Regions from separate parts of the Rattus norvegicus genome. Here region 1 is linked to region 2. A link is a contact called in public Hi-C data. All regions are on one chromosome and are shown on one strand. The core of a region is the stretch at or near the end of the contact, and the rest is flanking DNA. Distances in the headings are between cores, read along the strand shown.

The links. A called contact is a pair of places that touch in the nucleus more often than the background predicts.
Region 1: a contact with region 2 is called in a Hi-C map of the A7r5 cell line, with 4 times the contacts expected there. The contact joins the promoter of Suds3 here to the promoter of Pebp1 in region 2. A contact is called at or near these places in 11 of 12 Hi-C or Micro-C datasets (the A7r5 cell line, the Rat2 cell line, Schwann cells and 6 more) and 1 of 1 datasets of contacts at active chromatin or transcription factors (oligodendrocytes).

Annotation. Positions count from the first base shown.
Region 1 is chr12:45,135,465-45,140,829 of GRCr8, reverse strand. Suds3 (SDS3 homolog, SIN3A corepressor complex component) reads right to left here and starts at 2,866. Exons shown (of 13, transcript XM_341092.9): 1 at 2,157-2,866. The coding sequence starts at 2,298.
Region 2 is chr12:44,961,084-44,966,628 of GRCr8, reverse strand. Pebp1 (phosphatidylethanolamine binding protein 1) reads right to left here and starts at 2,939. Exons shown (of 4, transcript NM_017236.2): 1 at 2,752-2,939; 2 at 1,705-1,814; 3 at 1,325-1,425. The coding sequence starts at 2,886.

The DNA of each region.
Region 1 (5,365 bases), core at 1,617-4,116, 170 kb before region 2:
TTAACAGGTTTAAAAAAAAAAAATACAGGAGACAGGGCAAGATACTTTTTGTTAAATGTTTCAAAACCTTGTATTTAGATAAATTTTAACAAGGGACCTGGAGGTATGGCTTAATAGTTTGTGGAGGATAGCGGATGGCTTATAATGTCCTGGAACTCCAGTTCCCGGCCGGGGATCTGGCGCCCTCTATTGGCTTCAAAGGGCACCTGTACACGTGGTGCCCATGAACTCATACAGACACATATACACGCACATAAAAACTAATGAGTTAAAAACAATTTCAATTATTTTTATTTTGTTCTATGTGTATGAGTGATTTGTCTCTCTGTAGATCACCCCTGAATGCCTGGTACCCACAGAAGTCAGGTGATGGCTAGAGCTGTAGTTATAGATACAAGTGTAACTTTAATTCACCCATGGCTTTTGTCATCTCTGAGGTTTACTGTCCCCTTACTGTACATCTAATCTAGGCCTAGAATGTTCTTCAGTCTCTGAGGCTCACTGCTGGATAAGCTCGCCCTTTCTTGTTCTTCCTGAGCTCTGGCTCTGAGCTCTGCTCTTCTGACTCAAACTCCTCACCAGCTGACTGGTTTTAATCTGGCTTCAATCCGTTTCTTAGTGAATGGCTGCTTGGCCTCATTCTAACGTTGGCAATATCTTCATTCATCTCCTTCTCATTCTCTGCCTTGTTCTTTCTCTTCAACCTGTCTCCGTAAAACTGTCCCAGTCAAACTGCCCCCTTCTTTTCTTCCCCTCTGCGCTGCTCTCTTAAGTAGACTTTTTCCTTTCGTCTGAGAGCTGATTAGACCCTATTCTGTCAAATCTTTCTCTGATCGCCACTTTGGCACTCAATTAGACACCACTTTCAAACAGGGGTGCTTCCTTCCACAAACTGACTTTGCCTTCATTGTTTGGGATTAAAAGTATTACTAAGGGCGTGTCTGTATTCCAGCCACAGGGATTAAAATTGTATGCTAAGGCTGAGCCACACCACAACTAAAAACAAGGTTTTTTCCACAATAAAATAACACAATCTCGGGGTTCGCAGTGTGATCGAATATCCTGCAACATATAGACAGTTGTGAGCCATTGAAACCTGGACCCTCAGACAAAATCTGTAAGTGTTCTCAACTGCTGAGCCATATATATATATACATATATATTTAACATATATATTTATTTAAATATATATATTTAATACACATATAGATTTAAACTGGTCTTAAGCAACTAACTGAACTGGATCCAAGGCCTGAAGGGGATCAATTTTGTGTTCACTGTACCCCCTTGTGGTCGTTCAAAGAAGTGCATCTTTCACATTGAAAAATCCCTAGTTAAACCTTGCTTTTCACTATAGTTAAACCAAATGCACTCAGTCCCTTCAACTTTCTACTCTGCAAGAGCTGCTGCGTTCTGAAAGGCTGTAGCAGACCCAAGTCTCCACAAAGCCACCTCCTTTCCTCCGCGGCACTTTCACTAAGGTCCTGTCTAGAGCCAGCCAACTCTGTTACTAGGCACTTGAGAGACTAAGATCCTCCTCGCAATCGAGGTAGCTTTTGCTTCTTAAAACCCGACTTTGTGTCTACCTATACAAAGGCTTCCCTTTGCCCCTTGCCCCTTGCCCTTCTGCTTCTGGCTTCTCCTCCACCTAGCTAGCTCCTTCCTCAATCCCTCTGGGTGTCCCCCTCACACTCGCCAAAGAGTAAACAAGGTCCAGGTCGAGACCTGAGGCTGGAGGAGCGATAACGCAAATGCAAACTACTCGGGACTGAAAACAAATACCGACCTCCCCTTTGGTCCACTTCACAGTGGCGAGGCGGATTCCATTTAACCCCTACACCTAGGAAGTGAGGACTCCATGCTACTCCGCAGGAGGTGGGTAAACAAGACAGCTTTAAGGTCACAAAGCTGGGAGAGGTGCCGGCCAAATGAATACTTACATCTGCCAGATTCCAGGTCCCCAAGTGCAGCTAGAGGCGTTAAAGATTTTGAGCAGAGGAGCTGGGAGCGAAGAAGCCAAGACGGGCATCACTCGACCCAAGTGCGGAAATGAGACACTGGGCTGGGGACCGTCTCAAAGGGATCCCTAGCTCTCAAGAGCTCTGGCGACCTCTGACCCCCGCCCCACAGCCCCTGGGCCCCGATCCCCTCCGCACCTTCGTCGGACTCTCGGCCCCGGCAGCTGCGCTCGTCGTCCTCGACGCTCTCCAGCTCCTCGTCGTCCTCGGGGTAGTACTCCGGGGCCGGCGGCGCTGCAGCCGGAGCGGGCGCCGGAGCCAGCAGCCCCGCGGCGCTCATGTCGCCGCCTCGGGCCGCAGCGGAGCGTGTCCCGCGGAGATCGCGGCCGCCTGGCTGCGCCCCGGACAGCCCCCACCTCGCGCAGCCGGAGCCTCGGACACCCGGTCTGCCTCGGCGCCGAGCTCCGCCCCCGGCGCCCGCGCTGGGCAACGGGGGCCTCGCGCACCGGGCTACTTCCGGGTCGTAGGCTGCCCGGTGACAGCCTGATCCAGCCGTCCTCGAGGGAGTGGCGGAGACGCCGGGCTCCACGTTCTCTGACACAGCAGCGTCGTCATCGCTGTCTTATGAATCCTCAATCGGCCACGGGGGAGGGGCGAAGGCAGGGGTCTCTGGGGTCAGGCATATCCATGGGCAGCCGTGCCCGCAGTCAGGACCCGGAGGTTGGGAGGACACTTCCGGAAACGGCCACCAGGCGGCGCCTGGAGTCAAAACTAAAGTGTATCGATGCGACCTGATGGGCGGAGGCTTTGCAAAGCCCTGTCTAGGTAGCATGGTCTGATTCAAGCAGGTGAATGACATAAACTGTCCCCGTGGTGGGCTTGGAAGCCTGGACAGCCGGAGTGTGTGGGACACAGAAAATGGGATGCATGGTTGCGCCCCTGTCTTAATGGGGGCTTTATTAAAAATTACAATAAAGGCAACTTGCTCCCATTTCATCCGCGGGTCGGGTCATTCACCCTAGGCCTTGCCAGTGCTTTCTTTTGAATAGATGTATTGGGTAAGCTGTTCTCCCGATTTTACAAATGAACAAAAGAGTTACCATGCTCTTTTCAAAAAAAGAAAACGGTGGTATCAGTTTAGAATCTCAGATGCAGACTGTCCAAGGGAGAGCCATCTTGTGTTTCCTCGAACATGATTTTTTAAGGTATTCTGACCTAAAACACTAACTTGCTAATCTGCTAATTTTCACGTAAATAAATAGAGCATTTCCCTACGGCAACTACATTGGCTTACATTCAGAAGCCAACTCTGGGCGAAGTGGACTTTAGTCCCAGCACTAGGGAGGCAGAGGCAGGCTGAGTTCAAGGCCAGCCTGGTTTACAATGCGAGTTCCAGGACAGTCAGGGATACACAGAGAAACCCTGTCTGGAAAACAAGCAAAAAAAAAAAAAAAAAAAAAAAAGCCATGAAACTAAGTTTCTCCATGTGTTAATTTGCATAGCCCTGTACTCCCCATCCCCAGAAGAGGAACACAGTGTTACAGTTTTGCTTAGAGGAGGAGAAGGGGAAGGAGGAGGACCAAGAGGAGGACGAGGAGGAGGTGGACGAGGAGGAGGAGACCGAGGAGGAGGAGGAGACCTATGGGTTCTACCTAGTGGCTCAGGACTATAATCCTAGGCAGACAGAGCAAGATCAAGGCTTGCCTGGGTCTCAGAATGAGTTCGAGGCCAGACAGTTTAGTGAGACCCAAGTTTGAAAAAAAAAAGGAGGGCTCTGGATGCATATGGGTGGGTAGGGCACTTGCCTGGCATGCTGGAGACCCTAGCTTCTGTCCCTAATTGGAGAGGCAGGGAAGATGTGCCCAGAGGAACCCAATCCAGTTAACTCAAATCTTCACAGAAAACAGAACAAGCATCAAGGCTGAGCAGATAGGAACACAGGGGAGGACGGGGTGGGACCAAGGACAGTGTTCTGCTTCTCACAGCCTCTGGGATCAAATGTATTTCCACACTGGCCCCCAGAGAGACATCTAAGAATGAGAACATTCGTTCTGGGTCCCATTTATTTTGACATTTCCTATTTGCTACCTTGTTTTAATTAAAACTTGGCTCTCCTTGTAAGGGAGAGTTCCTCTGTGTGAAATGCAAGAATGTCCAGAATGTAAGACCAGGATGGCTTTTCCAGCAGTTCAGGGATCTGAAACCCCTTCTCTACAAGAGTCCTTCCAGCCCAGCCTCAGCTGTCTCTTCTCCAAAGGATGAGGTCACCTTCCTGTGTGTGCTTGGACGTGTGTGTGTGTGTGTGTGTGTGTAAGCTGTTGAATCGCATGTAAACTATTTGCACTCCACCACCATGTGGGATAACAGCTCCCAATTGGTAATACTATTCATAAAGCAACAAAGACAATGGGTATCATTGTTTTGAACTCAGAATCCATTGATACAATGAAACGAAAGAGTTGGGTTTGTTACTAAATAGTTGCAAGAAGCTGGGCCCCTTTCACTGTAATCTTGTTTGTGTTTAAGTGTTATTTCTGTCTCCCTGATTACAGACAGCCAGGGTTAATATTCGTGCCTTTCTGTTTCGCACCGGTTACAGAGACACAAACAGTTGGATGATGACAATTTGCTTCCATGAAGACTGTAGAGCTGGCCCAAGGAGTAGGTTCCTAAGTGCTCCTTAGCGAAGAGGGAAGATCGACTTTTCAAAATCCCTCCTGACTTTGGGCTCCACCAAATTTCATCATGGCCTGTAAAACCTAAGTGTCCTTCAAAATCAAGTTTCGCTCCTTAAAGTCCTCCACCACTTCTCCCAAATAGGGTACTCAGTCAGACCACCCGGATGAAGTTTGATATGCAAACAACGTTTAGGATGCAAATTGCTGGAGGATACAGGAGGGGGGGGCACAAGCGAGCAGTTTTTTTTTTTTGTTTTGTTTTTGTTTTTTTTTTTTTTTACATGTTTGAGTCTCTAGGTTCAATCCCCAGTACGTTTAAAAGAAAAAAAAAAAAAAAAAAATAGGCAGCAGCAAGGCAGGGGCAAGCAGATCCCTATGAGCCCAAGGCCAACGGATCCCTACAGAGAGTTCTAGGCCAGTAGGCTATCCTGGGCTACATAATGAGAGCCAATCATATCTCAATTATATCTCCGAAAGATAGATAGATAGATAGATAGATAGATAGACAGACAGACAGACAGACAGATTTTTTTTTTTTTTTTTTGGAGCTGGGGACCGAACCCAGGGCTTTGCGCTTGCTAGGCAAGCGCTCTACCATTGAGCTAAATCCCCAACCCCAGATAGATATTTTTGAAGTAGAGCGTTGACTAGGAGTTGAATGTCTACGTCCAATGAGACTGACGGTGAAAATGTGTCCCTGCAGAAAACTGCTTTGAGCTTTCACGGTCA
Region 2 (5,545 bases), core at 1,690-4,189:
AGGAACCGAACTCATAACCCAAGCCAGAATCGGGTAACCAGGTAACACACCCTGCCCACTGTGCCCAGAGAAGCATGGGACCCAAAGCGACCCATGGAGACCATGTCAGAAAATGCTAAGCCCCAGGGGAGCGGCAGGGACAGGAAAGAGCTTTCATCCTCCTGGAGTGTCCAGATGTGTGCCCCTCAAATCCTCTGCCTGAAACCCTCCGACCCATCCATTTATCATGCAAGCTAAATCTTCCACATCTGAGTTTTATTCTTCAAAGCAGAGCACAGCTCGACTCCAGGGAATGGCTCTACTCCCCACTGTCTTCTGCCTGTAATTAAATCACCTGCTTCTGTAGGTGCCCTGGAGACCTGAAAGAGTCCCCAGGAAACTTATCTCTTTATGCCTATGAATACTGAGAGGCCTTGAACGAGTCTGGAAGCTTCTGGGCCTCCAAACACACAGTGAGCCAAGAGCAATGGTCCTCGTCCTTACTGGACACTCATTATTCCAGTTCTTCTTGGCAGACAATGCACAGAAGTGGGCATTCGGCCAGGCACATCCCACCATCAAGGTGGCCTTGTTCCAGTGAAAGGGAACAGCATGTTACAAGCAACCAGCAGTAACTGTGTCCCCCACCGCTTCAGGGGTGCTTATGAGACTTGGGGAGCATTGTGGGCCTTGACTCTCACATTCCATGGCAACACAACACACTGTCAGAGAGAGCGAGCGAGCGAGCGAGAGCGAGAGAGCGAGAGAGCGAGAGAGCGAGAGAGAGAGAGAGCGAGAGAGAGAGAGAGAGAGAGAGTGTTCAATGTGGCTCACTACAGTCTTCCACATCTTTTCAAAGTGCCTGGCCACATTATGGGGAGAAAGGGAGAGTTATAAAGAAATATAAAAGGCAATCTTCGGCATTAGTATGAAAAGTGTTTGCTTCCTATTTACAGGATCACACAAAGCAGAGAACAGAGGGGGCTCAACTTCATCTGGCCCACACAGAGCCCCCCGAAACCCACTCCAGCCCAGTGACAGAGAGCTTGCCTAGTGTGAGCCCTGGCTTTGATGTTTCAGATGCACCGGAAATCACATACAGACAGCACATCTCTCCAGGCATTCAAAAGAAGCTCTACAGAGGGCCCACCCCATCAGAACCAACTTCTAGCCATCACAATCCTACAAGCTCACTGTTCCAGAAAAGACTTGCCTGAGGGGGAAAGCAAGCAGGCTTCTGTCTTCCTTACGGTCAGGCTTGGAAGGAACCCTGTGGTGCCCCGGGGCCATCCCAACTCCCACCCAGATTCCCCGATCAGCCCTCCTTAAGGCAGCCTTTCCTTACCTGTGTCTTTGGGAGGTCCGGAGCCCACGTATTCGGAGAGGACAGTGCCACTGCTAATGTCGTTGCCCTTCATGTTGACCACCAGGAAGTGGTGCCACTCCCTGCAGAGAAGAGAACAAGGGCTTTGAGCACCAAACGAAGGCGGGGTACACCTAGGGTCCTCCACGGCCGGGCTGCAACTGGCAGATGATACACTAGGGAGCACAAGCACGCATGAGGGCTGCACGCCAAGAGACCCCATTCCTGGGGCTGAGGCTGTCTCCCCAGCACTACAAACCAACTGTAACCCCGGGAGGTCTATGCAGCCCTGTCCAGCAGGGACTTCCACCAGATTAAGTATATCTGGGTGATACCCTCTCCCCACCTTTCCCCCGACTGGCCTGAATTTGGGGTCCTTCCTGCTGGGAGCATCGGGGTCTGTGAGGACCAGGGTGTAGAGCTTCCCAGGATCAAGGCCATCCCATGAAATGCTGCTTGGTCTATTCATGACCTGTAGGAAGGAACCAGTTTGGGGTTAAACATCTAGAAACGCTCTCAAAAACTCAACACTTTGCAACCTCACACTCCTAAAACATAAAACACGAGGGTTATCATTTCCTTTTATTCACTCCTTTTACTACTGAGACAAGAAAACAGTTTGTAGTAGTTTCACCCATGCAGATTAGTGGAAATTCCTGAATATGGCCTCTACTAAAAGCCTGAAGCTTGAGGCTGGAGAGATGGCTCAGCCCTAAGAACTCTTACAAAGGGTAGACATTTCCCAGCACTCCTATGTGTGTGTGTAGAGGGGACCTGTAACTCCAGCTCCAGGGGATCTGAGGCCAATTCTGACCTTCACAGCTCCCTGCTCTCTCTCACACATAGCCACACATTCATACATGATTAAAAGATAAAAAAAAAAAAATCTTAAAGAGCCAGAAGTCTAAAAAAACGCGCCACTTGGGGCCAGCTGAAGAGTAACCTGCCTTCAGAAAAAACGAGAGCGCCCAAGGTCGAGTACAAAGTTTGGGACAACGGAGACTGGCTAGGGCTCCGGATGGAAACTCCCAAGTCACCATTCTAAACACCGCGTTCTAAATACCTACAGACCGGTTAGACCCAGTTTCGGTGAGCTGGGGAACCGCTCCTCCGCGTCAGCATCCCACCCCAACCCCCACCGCCACCGCCACCGCCACCGCCACCGCCACCGCCACGAGCAACACAGATAATGGGAAGGCGCTGGCCTTCGAGCTGTTTAAAGTGCAGCCTGCTCCCTGGGGGTGACCGCAATCTCGGGACATTAGAAGGTTACATAAGAGGCCTCCGGTTGTCGGGTGGCGCTCCCATCAGGTAGTTGGGGCCACAAGGTCTGAGTTACAGACCCTAGGCTCGAGGCCTGCTCCGCCCCGCTGTGTCCCGGCCTCTCCGCCGGCGGGCCCACACCGTACCTGGGTGGGCGTCAGCACTTTGCCCAGCTCGTCCACCGTTACTCCGCCGTAGTCGACCCTCAGGGCGTGCTGGGGCGGCTCATCCACCTCCTGTAGTGACAGCGGCCCGGCCCACTGGCTGATGTCGGCGGCCATGACGATGGAGAGAACAGACACACGCGCGCGCCGAGTCCCGAGTGCAGTTAAACGCAGGGCGATTGCGCAGTTGACTCACGCCACCCGACCAACCGCAGATCAGGCCACGCCCCCTCATCCTCTGATTGGCTGAGCCGGAGCTAGGCGGTCCGAGCGCCACGGTCACTGCGAAGCTTCCCGCGTGGTTCCTGCAGGCCTGAGAGTGCAGGGCTGTGATGCAGGTTAATATTGCGGCTTCTCCTTTGCATTTGAAGGACTCTCTGCTCCCTTTCGCAGTTCCCGGTGATAAGGCCATGCGTTTCTTCAAACGAGCCTGGTTTCTTCCCTGCGTTATCTTTTGTTGTTTTAGAAAGTCTTTAAATGCCAACGATATTCAACCTCTCGGGAATCAATGAGTGTGATGGGCTTAACTGTGGAGTGCGGGTGACTCCAAAGCAGCAGTTCGGCAAGTTCTGCACAGATGATGGCCTCCCGTCGCCCCCTAAATACCCACACCGGAACCTCTCTTCAATTAACCTTCCAGCTGGTGTGCCTGTAAATTTGAGCAGAATTGTAAACACAGGGCTGGGAGAACTGGCTGGTTCTTGGTTGAGGCTTCAAGAACAACCCCGCCTTCTATGAGTGAACGTGAACAGACTGCAAGCCCCATCTTCACGGTGGCTTGCAAGTAGTAACCCTAAGATCCTGAAGGTGGCGGCTGCTTTTCTCGGGCTGGAACAAGATTATTTTACAGACAGTGTGACTTAACAAGACAAAGTGGAATTCAGGTTGTCAGTCGATAGCCTCAGAATATGGATATTTCCTGGGTGGCTCCCAGGTCATCCCAGGGGTCCTGAAAGAGAAGTGGAAAGTGTGATTGTCAGGACCAGACTGAAGGAAGGGAAGCAAAGCTGGACCAGACATCGCCAGTTTTGCAGTTAGTGCCAGCAGCCTCCAAAGGCTGGAAGCAGTCAGAAATGGATGGACCTAGGTTTTCACAGTGTGTAGCTAATAGAATACAGAGGCTCTGTACCCTGACTCGTTTGTTGGTTGTTTTGGGGTTTTTAGTATTGTTTTTGAGACAGGGGTTTTCTGTAGGCCTGCCTGTCCTGGAATCGCTCTGTTGATCAGGCTGGCCTCCAACTCAGAGGTCTGCCTGCCTCTGTATCCTAAATGCTGGGATTAAAGACCTGTGCCACCACGGCCCAGCTCTCGCCTTTTTATTTTTTCTCATTTATTAATTATATGTGATTGTGAGGGTGGGGTACTGAATGTGCTTGCCACAGTTCCAAGTATAGAGGTCAGAGAAAAATTGTGAGTCCATGTCTCCTAGTATACCACACGGTGCCAGGGATGGTACAGTCTCTTTTGTAAACTTTTTTTAAAAAAGAATAATTTATTATATATAAGTACACTGTTGCTATCTTCAGACACACCAGAAGAGGGCATTGGATTCCCATTGCAGATGGTTGTGAGCCACCATGTGGTTGCTGGGAACTGAACTCAGATCTCTGGAAAAGCAGCGTTCTTAACCGCTGAGCCATCTCTCCAGCCCCTTTCATAAACTTAAAAAGATTCTTGTAAGCTCCAAGAAACGTGCTCAAATCTTCCTCTCATGCCTCGAATGGACTTCATCCAGAAAAGTGCCCCTGTCAATCCATAGCCTAAGTTCCCCACCTGTTGCATACTCTAGAGGCTGGGATTCTCCACCCCCCACCACCACCCACGCAGTTCCCTGGTTTTGGGATTCCCCTCCCCCAATCACCAAGACCATGGGCCTAAGGGTTTCAAACTTCTCAACCTGCTTAATTTTGTTTTCTGCCAAATCTTAATTTTGTTTGTCTTGCCAAATCTGGGCGTTAACTCGAAGTCTGCTTCCAGGACAGCTTCAGGGAAGCAACCCACAGATGCTCCTGTCACCTCTCACAGATCCTTTTACTGGGCCTCAGCTCTCTGACCTGCAAATGTCCCACAGACCCTGGACAGAAAGGAAACAACCAGCTCTCTCAGGACTTGACCAGCAACCCCATTCCAATTTCCTTAGATTTCCAAAAGACTCAATCATCCCCCGAAAGTCAGCAGAAAGTAGCTAAATATCATGACAACCCCGTTCCTGCCTTAACTCTTTCTAGTTCCCCATTTTTTAATTAAACCAAAACGGAGGAATGTTAGCCTTTCCTCTAGGATCTGCCCAGCAGTTACAGAGCAAACAGCCAAGTAGGAACCTGACTTGCTATAAACAGAACTGTTCGGCCTCCCTCCCCACTTCTTTCTCTCCCCTCCCCTCCCTCCTCTCCCATTTGTCCCTGGCCAGCCTCTTCCCCTCTTCTTCTCTCCTCTTCTCTCTTTTTATGTCCTTCTCTGTCCCCCTTCCTTCTCTGCCTCTACCCCCTCCTCCAGGTCCCAAATAGACTCTCCTTGATACTCTCTCTCAGAGGGAACAGGCATGGGCCTGCCCAGGTGCTCCCTTTGGCGACACCAACAATGCCCTTATATAAAACACATCCATGGTGACCCAGAGGAGATCCTCTTATATAAGAAAGGCCCTGTTAACAGTGGGAGGATCTCTGAGCCCACAAGGCTCCTCCCCTCCAGGAACACCTAAGAACGATTTAAAAATAAAAATGTTTTAAAAAGAGGAACTCATCACAAGGCCCTGGGTTCGGTCCCCAGCTCCGAA